Linked DNA regions of Zea mays: regions 1 and 2 are each linked to region 3. The links are chromatin contacts, called in public Hi-C maps. All regions are on one chromosome and are shown on one strand. Each heading gives the region's core, a stretch centred on a gene start, on an enhancer-like site or on the middle of the called end of the contact. The rest is flanking DNA. Distances are from core to core; before and after follow the strand shown.

What was found. A called contact is a pair of places that touch in the nucleus more often than the background predicts.
Region 1: a contact with region 3 is called in a Hi-C map of leaf, with 3 times the contacts expected there. The contact joins the promoter of LOC100304231 here to the promoter of LOC100304395 in region 3. A contact is called at or near these places in 5 of 25 Hi-C or Micro-C datasets (ear and leaf).
Region 2: a Hi-C map of leaf shows a contact between it and region 3, with 6 times the contacts expected there. The contact joins the promoter of LOC100501878 here to the promoter of LOC100304395 in region 3. A contact is called at or near these places in 6 of 25 Hi-C or Micro-C datasets (ear, endosperm, leaf and 1 more).

What each region holds. Positions count from the first base shown.
Region 1 is chr5:28,036,745-28,040,434 of Zm-B73-REFERENCE-NAM-5.0, forward strand. LOC100304231 (Pre-mRNA-processing protein 40C) reads left to right here and starts at 1,431. Exons shown (of 16, transcript NM_001347126.1): 1 at 1,431-1,937; 2 at 3,654-3,690. The coding sequence starts at 1,497.
Region 2 is chr5:28,054,071-28,057,792 of Zm-B73-REFERENCE-NAM-5.0, forward strand. It overlaps LOC100501878, which reads left to right and starts at 2,182. Exons shown (of 1, transcript NM_001196518.1): 1 at 2,182-3,599. The coding sequence starts at 2,265. The coding sequence ends at 2,669. It also overlaps the pseudogene LOC118471947.
Region 3 is chr5:27,721,736-27,725,602 of Zm-B73-REFERENCE-NAM-5.0, forward strand. LOC100304395 reads right to left here and starts at 1,758. Exons shown (of 12, transcript NM_001165831.1): 1 at 1,113-1,758. The coding sequence starts at 1,604.

The DNA.
Region 1 (3,690 bases), core at 181-2,680, 310 kb after region 3:
CATTCGTCGCCACCTTAAGCCAAAGCTGTCGTCCTTCGGTCGTAGCTTCGACATTCGCCGTTAAAACCCTTAGATAATATGTTCGTCTTGAGGACCTTCGGCGGAGAAGAAGACCCCAACAACTTCATTGACCGTGTTGTACCAAGACATATTGGATGGAGTAAACAACAAAACCAGTTAGCCAAATAAAAATATTATGCGGAGAGCAGAGACAATCAATAAAAAATCTTGAGATCTTTTCTAATAAATAGTTTACATGGATATTGTTGTGAGCCGTTGCAATGCACGAGCAATCGACTAGTTAGCTTATATGAAAGAGTTTATAAGATGGACGATGGTGGCGAGAGTTTGCTTGGCCCAAGCATCAACGCCAGGAGTTGAATTCCCAATGCCAGACAGTGCCTGCGAGGCTTCCATCCAATCGAGCCACTAGTGCTTCGAGAACCTAAACGCAGTAGCGGTCATACTACGCCCGTGTTGTGTTTGGTTCAGCTTTCGAGCCGCTTCTGGCCGGCGAAAGCCCATGGTGGTTGCCAAAAGACCGGATTCTGGCCTAGCTTCTCAGGGAAGCGCTTCCTACGACCGCAATAGTAGCATGTCAAGTCCGAAGCCATCTGAAGGCCGCGTCCGTGAGAATCTGAGTGAGCGACGGTCCGTTTACTTATAAAACTTATGTATTGTCAGTTTAAATTAATTTATAAAATTTTTGTATTCGTAAGATGATAAAGCATTTTGTTGTCAAATACCTAGATCCTTATTAGTTAGTTTCTGGTCCTGTTTGGCACAACTTATTTTCAGCTTCTTCACAAATTTAAGCAGAAGTTCTGCCAAACAGCTAACTTCTGCAGCAGCTTATCAGTTCAGCTGCTTTTCAGAATACACTATTAGGCCCTGTTTGGTTCAGCTTTTTTCTGACCAGCTTTTCTGAAAATCTGGCTGTGTGAAGAATCTGGCTGTGTGGAGAATCTGAGTATCATTACGATTACGTGTGAAGGAAGATAAAGTTGTTCATAGGGCTCATGATCTAAAAAGTGACGGATTCCTACTATTACAATGACTCAACCGATTACGTGTTTATGTTGATTTTGGATGATTTTTGTCCCAACGAATTTTATAGAAGCTGGCTGAAAAGCTGAGAGTTTGGCAGTCCGCAGCAGCTTTTGGTGACCAGAAACTGCCAGAAGCCCAAACAAACAGGGCCTAAAAGCAGCCAACAAGCAGAAGCTGTTTTTCACCAGCTTATCAGATAAGCTGCTTTTTCAACAAGCAGCAGCAGGGCTTCTCTCCGCAACTAGCTTCTCCTTATGCCAGCTCGAAAAGCTTCTTCGAAAAAAGCTGCCCTACGGCCCACGGGGCAACTTGAGAAATCCAACTCGTATCCTTCTCTCTTCCACGGTTCCACTTCCACCCCGGACTACGCTGCCTTCTCTCCCGCGAGGGCGAAATACACGACACTTCGATTTCACAAAACCCTAGGCCCCAACCACCTCCCTAACATGGCGACGCTGGCGTCGGCCGTCTCCGACGTGGGCGTCGAAGAACCCTCTCCAGCAAAGGCAGCTGACCCGAAGGAACCAGCGGCCGCCGTGGAGGAACCAGCGGCCGCCGCGGCGGAATTGGCAGGGGCATCCATTCCATCTCCCGTCGCGGCCGCAGACGCTGGAGATGCCTCTTCCGGTCCCGCGCTTGCCACCACTCCTCCCGCTTCACCTGCCACGTCCGCAGCGCCTCCTCCCGTTTCTCCCGCCCCGCTAGTTTCTCCTGCCCCGCCCGCAGAGCCAGGGCCGCCGCGGTCGCAATTTGCAGGCTCCCTATCCTACATAGCGCCAGGGACACCGTCTCCGTCGGCAGCTTTTTCTTATAACGTACTGCCGAGAGCGCCACCAGCGCCCCAAGTTGGCGGCGCTGCAGCTTCACTACAGCCATGCTCTTCTCCGGTAGGCATTTTGACATATTCGCTGCTGCAGCTTATCTGCCTTGTGTTGCTGACTGTTTATGCTTACGTTTATGGTTTTCTTTTTCACTGATGCGTTTCTGTGTATGACCACATGTCTAGGGTTGTAATTTCATCTAGAATGAGATAATGTTAGCTATTGCGACTGAACTCTACTGATTAGCTTTTAGGATGAGCAGTGACATTTGGACCAGTACAATGGTCAATGACTTTTGTATGCAAACTGTGTATAGTCATAAATCTCTTTGGTGTGTTCTATAGAAACCTTTTTGTAATAATGGGAACTCCATGCTCGTAAATTCATTAGTGAATTTGCTAGCTGTACATAACACAGTATTTCAGTTTCTACATGGAGTTGATGACATGTTGATAGACTATTGCCAATGCCTGTTTAACTTGAAAATGAAAGATGGCTAACGCTAACCCATGATTTTGGTCATGGTATTGCCTATTTAACTATATGTTGCATAGCTCATGCTATTACTACAGCGTTGTGATTTTTTGTCATGCTTAATTATTTTATTTTGATCGAATATTATGGTCGATAGATAGCAAGATTCGTTTGTTATTTCCATTGTATGTGATTAGCTTGTGTATTCTGTGCATGAAGAATTTTGTGAATTTGTCAAATGCCTAGAAAGTAGAAACCTACCCAGCAGTGATAGCTTTGCATTATGTCACATCTATAAATGTTCCATAATCAAAATTGATTATCTGAAAGATGATAACGCAACTGACCTTCCACATCTCGCAGCCAATTTAACATTTTAGCATAGTATGCACAATTGTATATCTGAAGGTCCTTGTAAGTCGTAGTAAATCTGTAAATGGGGTCGAGACCCTGTTGCACACAGTGGGGCTGATGATGGTCGACGTCTGGATTCACGTAGTCATAGGGTCACCACATTGTTGCTGCATGGTCGTCACACAGAACTAGAGCAATACGGATATGCTTTTCTTACAAAGCAGACGGATAAGCTTACACAGACTGAGAGCTTTTTCAAATTTCAATCTTTGACGAGATTGAATGATCTTCAGATCAAGTTTGATGTTCTCTAGTGAGGGAGGAGACGCAAGAAGGGATGCTGCAGTCAAGGTTGAATGTGGATTGTGCAGCAGTGGTTTTAGGGGTGACGGAAAGGGAGTGCGATTGTCGAAGGACCCAAGAACAGATAACAATAATTTTGCCTTGCCTCCGTGTGTTATGCATGCCCTGTATATGGTTAGGGAAACTAGTGTTGTGCTGGTGGGCCAATGTATGGCTGTCTAGCTAATCTTTTCCTTTTTTTCTTTCTTTTTTCCTTTCTAAACATGCGATTGATTTACCTGTTGGTCTGGTTACATATGAACATAGATCGGTATAGCTCTTTGTCCCCCAGTCATCAACCTTGATTGCTTGGGGTCATGTACTATGTTAGGAAGTATTACCTCCATTCTCGAATATTTGTCACCTGTTAGTTCATTTTTGAACTAAAACGCGACAAATAAAAAAGAATGGACTCAATGGAGTGAGTATTATTCAAACGAGGTGTACCCTCTTCATATACTATTCTGTGTGGACGCATAATATTTATGGTAAAATAGGATGGAGATGGGAATTACAAACAAGTCAATATAGTCCACATTGCTCAATTTGAATTATTTACTTAATGTTGGCATTACCACTTATGTATGTCTCATGAGTTTTCTCCCTTTCCAGGCTCTTATGGTTGCTCCTATACCCGCGTCAGCTCTTC
Region 2 (3,722 bases), core at 932-3,431, 330 kb after region 3:
GAATGGAGATTGGGTTGGTGTTTGGAAGGGATTCAGTAAACTGACCTTGACCTAGCGCGAGTACTCTTCTTCTGCAAGAATCCATCCAAGTCTACCACTTAGGCTGCCTCCAACGGACCAGCTAAAAGGGTATGCAAAGCTATTATGGCTACTCATATTCACTGTAGCACCATGCATCTTCCACCCAACAGAGTAGCCAAATAGAGCAGCCAAATTCCATGGCAGGTGAGAGAAAAGCTATTATGGCTGGGCAGGAACCGAGCAGGCATCTCTGATGTAAATTGGTGGGCCATTCTTATCAGTGAGCATGAGGCAAGCTATTTTTGCTATACCATTGGAAAGTGTTGTATTATAGATGGCCAGTTGAAGTGCATACTTCAGCCAACATGCTAAATGCCTGCTCCTTTTAGCTGGCGTATGTTGGAGACAACCTTACTAGTTGGTTGGTATTCCATTCTGTTATCTTAGACTATGTTGCCTTCTTCAATTCCATTCTTTGTCTCCCTAGTCGAAGTCTTCTTGGTGGCCCAACCCAACGTGCATTTTTGAGTGCCGTACCAAGCCACCAAGGTGATAGGCGCTCCGCAGTCACGCATGATTAGTGCTGGGAATATGGGCCGGACTTTTCAGGCTAGCACGAGCATGACCCGAAAATACGAGCCCAAAGCACGGTCCGGCACGAAATAATATGGGCCGAGCTAGCATGGCCCGAAGGCGGGCCTAGGCCGGGCCTCAAATTCCGGCCCGTCGGGCCCCCGGCACGACCCGCATAGATGGGCCGGGCTTGGGCCGACACGGCCCAATTAAGCCCAATTTGTTTAATTTCTTTAATTTAGTAAGATATCGACTTTATATTGGTGTTATATTTAGAGTTTATGTGATTAAATGATGCTAGAATTGTTTAATATAGTAAGATATGAACGATATATGGTTGTAATATTTTGATTTTATGTGGTCAAATATACGGGCCGGGCTTGGGCTGGCACGGTCCAACGAAGGCACAACGTGGTTTAGGGTCGGGTTAGGCCATTGTTTTTACACTTCGGTCTGGCACGACACGGCCTAAAAAATATTTGGGCTTTCCTGACCCGAACCCGTTTGGCACGAAGCACGATGGGCTTGGACCGGGCTGGCCCGGCCCGACCCAATTTCCAGCACTACGCATGATCATGAGAGCATTTATTGGCTATGCAAATATATACCGTAACATTTTCGTAAAACCAAAACGGTTTTTTCGTTTTCATCCTACGTGCCCTAACCCTTTTCCGCACCTTCTCCGCGCTACCCGACGTCGATCCCTCGGCTTCCTCTACCGCAACCCCTACCCCGGCTGTGCTCACCTCCGCCCGCGGAGAGATTTGACATTACGAAACACGACGGATGCGACTTCAACGAAATAGAGGCTCAGGCGAGGGTTTCTCCACTATAGAAAAGCTGAGCATAGCCAACACTCTAAAATGGACATGCCAACTCCATTAACGGATTCAGAGCAGTATTAGTCTCGTTGAAACCGGGTTCCGTCCCCAGCGCCGTCGCCGTCAGTTCTCCTCCATCCCCGTCGCGTTCTCCATCTCCGTCGTGTTCTCCTCTATCTCCGTCGCGTTCTCCTTCGCGCGGCAGCCGGGCGCCGCTGCCTCCGACCAAGACTTCGCGCGGTAGCCATACCCGTCGCGTTCTCCACGACCTCGACCTCGTCCTCTTCGTCTTCCTCGTCGGCCTGCTGCTCGGTCTCCGGCTGGTCGCCGCTCCTCCTGTACAGCTCGTCCAGGGCAGGGGTGATCGTGTCCGCGAACGGCAGGAGCAGACGAGGCGTTGCTGGAGAGATCAGCAAAGGCTTCTTGGATGAAATGAAGAGCGGTGTCCGCGGCGGGACGAGGATTACGCGGGGAAGACACGAGCTGCGAGAGGCGGTGGAAGGAGCGCTTGGCGGCGGTGGGGTCAAGGCCCGGGGCGGGCTGGAGCTGGAGCACGCCGACCGGATTGGGGCGGCCGGAGGGGAGCAGGCGCTGGGAGGCGAGGAGGACGTCGGCGACGGTGAGGAGCTCGTCCGCACCGGGGAGGTACGGGTCAGCCTCAACCGCGCGCTCCGCCAGTCGCTTGCAGCCGACCAGGTCCCGCGCGACGAGTAGCTTCCGGGCGATCTCGAGCCACCGGGCCGGCTCGGCGTGGCTGCGGCCGCCGCCGCCGCCGGAGAAATCCATGTGTGGTGGAGATCTCCATGGTGGTGGGCTCCACCCTGCGCCGCGCCAGCGACGGCAGCGGGAATGCCCTGGGCGGGGCCGCGTGCGGGGCCACCTCCTCCTCCCCCGCGCTCGTCGTCGCCGCAGCCGGGGCACGAGCGGTCGGTGGCGGCCGAGCCATCGGTATCGGAGAAGCCGTCCGAGCCTGTCTCCGAGCGGCGGATTCTGTGCCTGAATCATGCTCCATATGTGGTCCCTGTCCGGCCGGTCGACGTCGCCGCCGTGGCCCGTCTCCTTTGGCATGACGGTAGCCTTCTCGGCGCCAGCAGCGGCGGCCTTGCCGTTGCCGCCATCGCCAGCGCCCTGCTCGACGGACTGCTGGCACGGGAGGAGCTGCTGCTCGGTGGTCTCCAACATTGTCAGTGCCATGTCCGTGGACGGCAGCAAGAGCGAGCAGCAGGTCTCACGTATATGGTAACGGAAATATGACGACGTGAGTTTGAGATCATCGTTACCTGTTAATGGAGTTGACATGTCCATTTTAGAGTATTGACTATGCCCAACTTTTTTATAATAGAGAAATCCTCGCCTGAGTCTCTATTTCGTTGAAGCCACATCCGTCCTCCCGCCCGCGCCTCCGTGGTCGACCTCCAGCTCGCAGTGCGCGCGGAGTCTGATCCAGCCCACATCTACTCCCTCGTCGCCTCCGCGCTCTCCAGCGATGACTTCCCGCGCCTCCATACCTCGCGCCAGCTCTTTTCTCTGGCCACTTCTCGCTTGAACCGCCTCCGCCGCCCCGACCTCGCCGCCTCGCTCCTCGACCTCCTCCTTGCCTCCGCCCCGCCCTCCCCGGGGCTCCTTGCGCGGGCGCTCTCCCTCTACCCGGGACCCGACGATGCGCTCCGGGCCTTCTCCTCGTCTGCCCCCGCCACCCGCTCCGACGTTTCCCTCTCGGCGTTCCTCCGCGCCGGCCGACTCGATGACATCAAGTCCACTATTACCCTGGCGGAGTCCTCGCACGGGGTCACGCCCGGCCGCGCTTCCCACAATGTGCTCCTCCACGCGCTGGTCAAGAACTCTGAGCTTGCTGCTGCTCGGATGCTGCTCGACGAAATGGCCAACAACAAGTCGAAGCACCGCCCTGCCCCAGACATCATATCTTACAACACTGTCCTCGCCGGTTGCTCTGTGCAGGACGATGAGGAGGGGTTTGAGAAGCTTTTGAATGAGATCAGCTTGAACAAGCCGGATACAGTGGTTCTCCAAGAAAGGCGAGACAGCCAAGGGGGAGGAGCTGCTTGATGTGATGGAATCAAAGGAGGTAGCCCCGAATTACCTTACCTACAATGCTATCATGCAGGGGTATTGCAAGGAGGGGAATGTCGGCGCAGCGATGCGTGTGTTCAAGAAGATGAAGGTGATGAAGAGGCGGGAGGGGAGAAGTGACTTGGGTGTGTCTGCTCATTCGCAGATATATGTGGTGCTGTTTAGGAGTTTGGTGGAGAAACAGAAGTTTGGTGATGCGCTGTGGATTTTTAAGAG
Region 3 (3,867 bases), core at 508-3,007:
TATGCGATATCATCATTATCCCCCCAGTGCAACCCAATGAACCACCAAGAGCACCAGCAAGCCAGATGAAAATACAAGTGCATTGGCGACAGCATGGCCCTTGGATTTTCTATACCCCAATGAAGAACAGGAGATAGGGAGATGACTGACTGAGGGGGAGGGCAACGGGTGATAGAAAAATAGGACAAAACGCCACGTGTCATCCGTCATCCCTGACAAGCAGGCCCAAATGTCATGGTGAAAACCCCACCCTAGTGATTATTTGAACTGTATTACATAGTTTGGGATGCACGATACCTTTTTTTAGGTTGGAATGAAGTAGACGACATGTCATAAGTTAGGGGGTTATACGTACAAACAGAATAAAGAAACTTCAACCAATAGTATGATGCATATGCATGGTTTGTGAACCTACATCAGGTGACTGGGCTGATTATGAAATGGATATTTCAATGTTTGATACTAAGAGTTGCAATGTTAAGGGATGTATTGTTGACAACATGTCAACAGTTCGGTGGAAAATAAGTGAATATCATATGCAGCAAATAGAGTATGTCAGTGATTTTTATAAAAGAACCCTTTCATCTCCTACAAAGTCGATTCAAGTAATACATCAAACAACCAGTGCTATTTGATTAAAAAAATTAACTTCAAAGCAGCCTGTTCAAATTTGAGTGAGTTTAATAGTTTTTTTCCTAAGTAAAGCTCCCATAACAGTTAATTAGCATGAATCTAGTGTGTAAAGTATCTGTGTTAGGCAATTTTCTTTAGACTCACGCTACTCAAGTAACAAATCCTGATGCGGAAGCTAAATGAAAAATAGTGTGTACATCATATCCATACAATGGTGCAATTGTGTTGTGTTCAATTGTACCTTTAACCAAAGAAACCCTAGCTTATTTTGAGGGGCATTTCAAAGAATAAACTTCCAGGATTGGTATCATATACTAATGGAAATTTTCGGCTTCATTCAACCACGTCTTCAAACTTGCTAATTAGCAAGTTAAGCGGTGTAAAAACTCCAGTGTTGAGTCATAAGCAAGTTCCGTCCGCATTTAAAGCATTACTACCATGTAGACTGTAGTAAGTATATGGGTCGGGATAAAATTAACCTGGAGCTCATCAACGAGACGCTCGCTCTCCTCAATGAGAGCAAAATGCCGCTTCCACCTCTCCCAGCTCCACTTTCCCTCTTCCTCCCCAACCTTCATCTCCTCTTCATCCCCATTCATCACCTCCTCATCGTAAGAACTCCCAACCCTCTTCCCCGTACCCGCCTCCTTCACAGAGGGCGGTAGGGGCCAGTAATTGCTGACGTACTCGCTCCACCGTCGCACGGCACCCTGGAAGGCGTCGTGGAGCATCGCGTCCCAACCCCGCCGGCGTTGCTCATCGCCGGCGTCCGCGTCGGGGCTACGCGCGGAGTAGCAGACCCACGGAGCGCGCCGCGACGGGGCCGCGCCGGCGAGGCGGCGGACGACGCGGAGGCGCCGCCCGGCGAGGAAGCGGCTTCCACTAGGGTTCGGATCCACCTGCCGCGCGGATGACGAGGAGGACGCCACCGTCGGGAGCGGGGCGCGCGGCGCCGTGTACACGGACGCCATGGACGAGCGCGAGGCTGCGCGATGACACTGGTGGCGGAGGAGCTCGTCTGCTCGTGGCCGTATACTCGTACTCGTACTCGCGTCGCGTGTGATCGATTGATGAGGCTCGCCGCTCGCAGCTCGCGTGGCAGTTGGAGTCGTGCTAGAGTCCTCGACCTCGTCTCGTGTGGATTAGAACGAGGTCAGGGGGGGTGATAAGACTCGCCGAGAGCATACGGCCTCCGTGAGAGACCGTGACAGACAAGTGGACCTCGAAAGGGGCAGATGATTTTGGGCCCATGCCGGTGGTAGAGGGCTAGCGGCGTTGCGTCCGAGCTTTAGCGGGTTGCATTAGGCTATCTTGTAAGGATCCGGTACATTGGGACCAAGGTTTGAGAAACCGGTCGGCGAACCGGATAAACCGGCCGGCTTTTCGGTTATCGGGCCCGGCCGGTTTTGTAGTTTGAATTTGTGAAATTTTATAAAATTTGAAATATTTTGATGAAAATTTTCTTATAAATACTATGGATTATTCTAAGACTTTCCACTGAAACCAAATTTAAAAATACACTACCGAATTCAAACTAAAAATCAAAAAAGTTAAAAAAAATAAAAAATAATAAAAAACACCTCCTAAATGGGCCGACCCATTATGGCTATACTTAACCCTAACACCGCGCAACCAGCTCCACAGAGCTCCCCATCCGCTTCTACGCCTCGTCCGGTCGAAACATCGCCCGTCCGCCGCCAGAGCACGACGAGCCGGCCATAAGAACCGGCTAGCCGGCCGGTTGGAGCGGAAAGCCGCCGGTAAGTCCCTCTTCCCCGACAGTCCGTAAACCAGCGGTTTGAGGCGATTTATCGGCCGGTTTGAGCGGCTAATCGGCCGGCTAGCTCCGGCTTATCGGGCGCATCGGCTAGGACGCGTCGCGCGGCTTACCGGCCGGTTAGGCCGGTTTATCGGTGATATGAGCCGATTAATCGGCCAGATGGGCCGATTAGCCGAGCTGTCGAGTAGGGGTAGGGTTAGGTTAATTTTTCCCCTTTTGGCTTCAAATCATTTGAAATTATTGGACCTCCGATTCTAGCAACGAAAGACAAGGTTCATCTTCACCCCTGCTTCCCTATGTCAATTATCCGGTTGGTGAGGTAACACAGCAACCAACGAGGTGGGTGTACGAATGGGAGGACCCTGAGTAGCGTAGGACCACTCACACAGGGATCGGACACCAAGGCCTACAGCAAGCATATTGGACCCCCGATTCTAGCAACGAAAGACAAGGTTCATCTTCACCCCTGCTTCCCTATGTCAATTATCCGGTTGGTGAGGTAACACAGCAACCAACGAGGTGGGTGTACGAATGGGAGGACCCTGAGTACTACCAAATGTTTGTTGAGTCGTGGAGTGCGACTTCTGCGTGGACTGGTCAGACTTGGGTAGAGTACAATGCCTAGTTGATGCGTGACCAAGGTATTATGTTGCTATCAACGGAGGAGTACAATATGGCACAAACACAATATCAGTGGAATGCCCCGTGGGAATGATCTTCGATGGAGGATCAACTGTGAACTATAAAACATGTATCTGTATCTTCGATGTTGTTTGTGAACTATGAAACAATGTCATGTAATGTGTTTGAACTGCTAAATGTTGTTATTGGACTTGTGATAATGTTTGGGTCATCTTTTGTTCAAATTATGGGACCTCAATGTGCTTTATTTCAAAAATACATATGGATCGGTTTTGGATTCTATGCGGCCGGTTTATCAGTCGTATCGGCCGGTTTATCGGCCGTATCGGTCGGTCTATCGTTTGGAAACTGGTTCGAATTCAAAAACTGTCCAAACTCGATTTCGGCCGGTTTCTACCGGTTTTCGCCTGTTTATCGCGATAAATCGGTTATCGGTGGTGGCCGGTTTTAGCCCTAGAACCGGTTTCTTAAACCCTGATTGGGACATAATTGGATCGAATACGAACGCGTATCACATAAATCATATTTGTTTTCATATTTTTATTCGGATTCGAATTCGAATATGAATATTTTCATATACAAATACAAATACGAGTGTTCTCGGATGCAAATATTGATAGTCATGTATCGAATACGGAACTAGTCGGACACGGATAATATCGGTAACCAGTGGCGAAGGACGCATCAAAATCAAGATGTTGCTAACGAAACAACGGAAGAAAATTCTAAAGCAATTTGTAGCTATAAAATAAGGGATAAATATGGAAAATACCTTATTTCCCTTGTTTTTGTTTCCATGCATAGGTGATGCA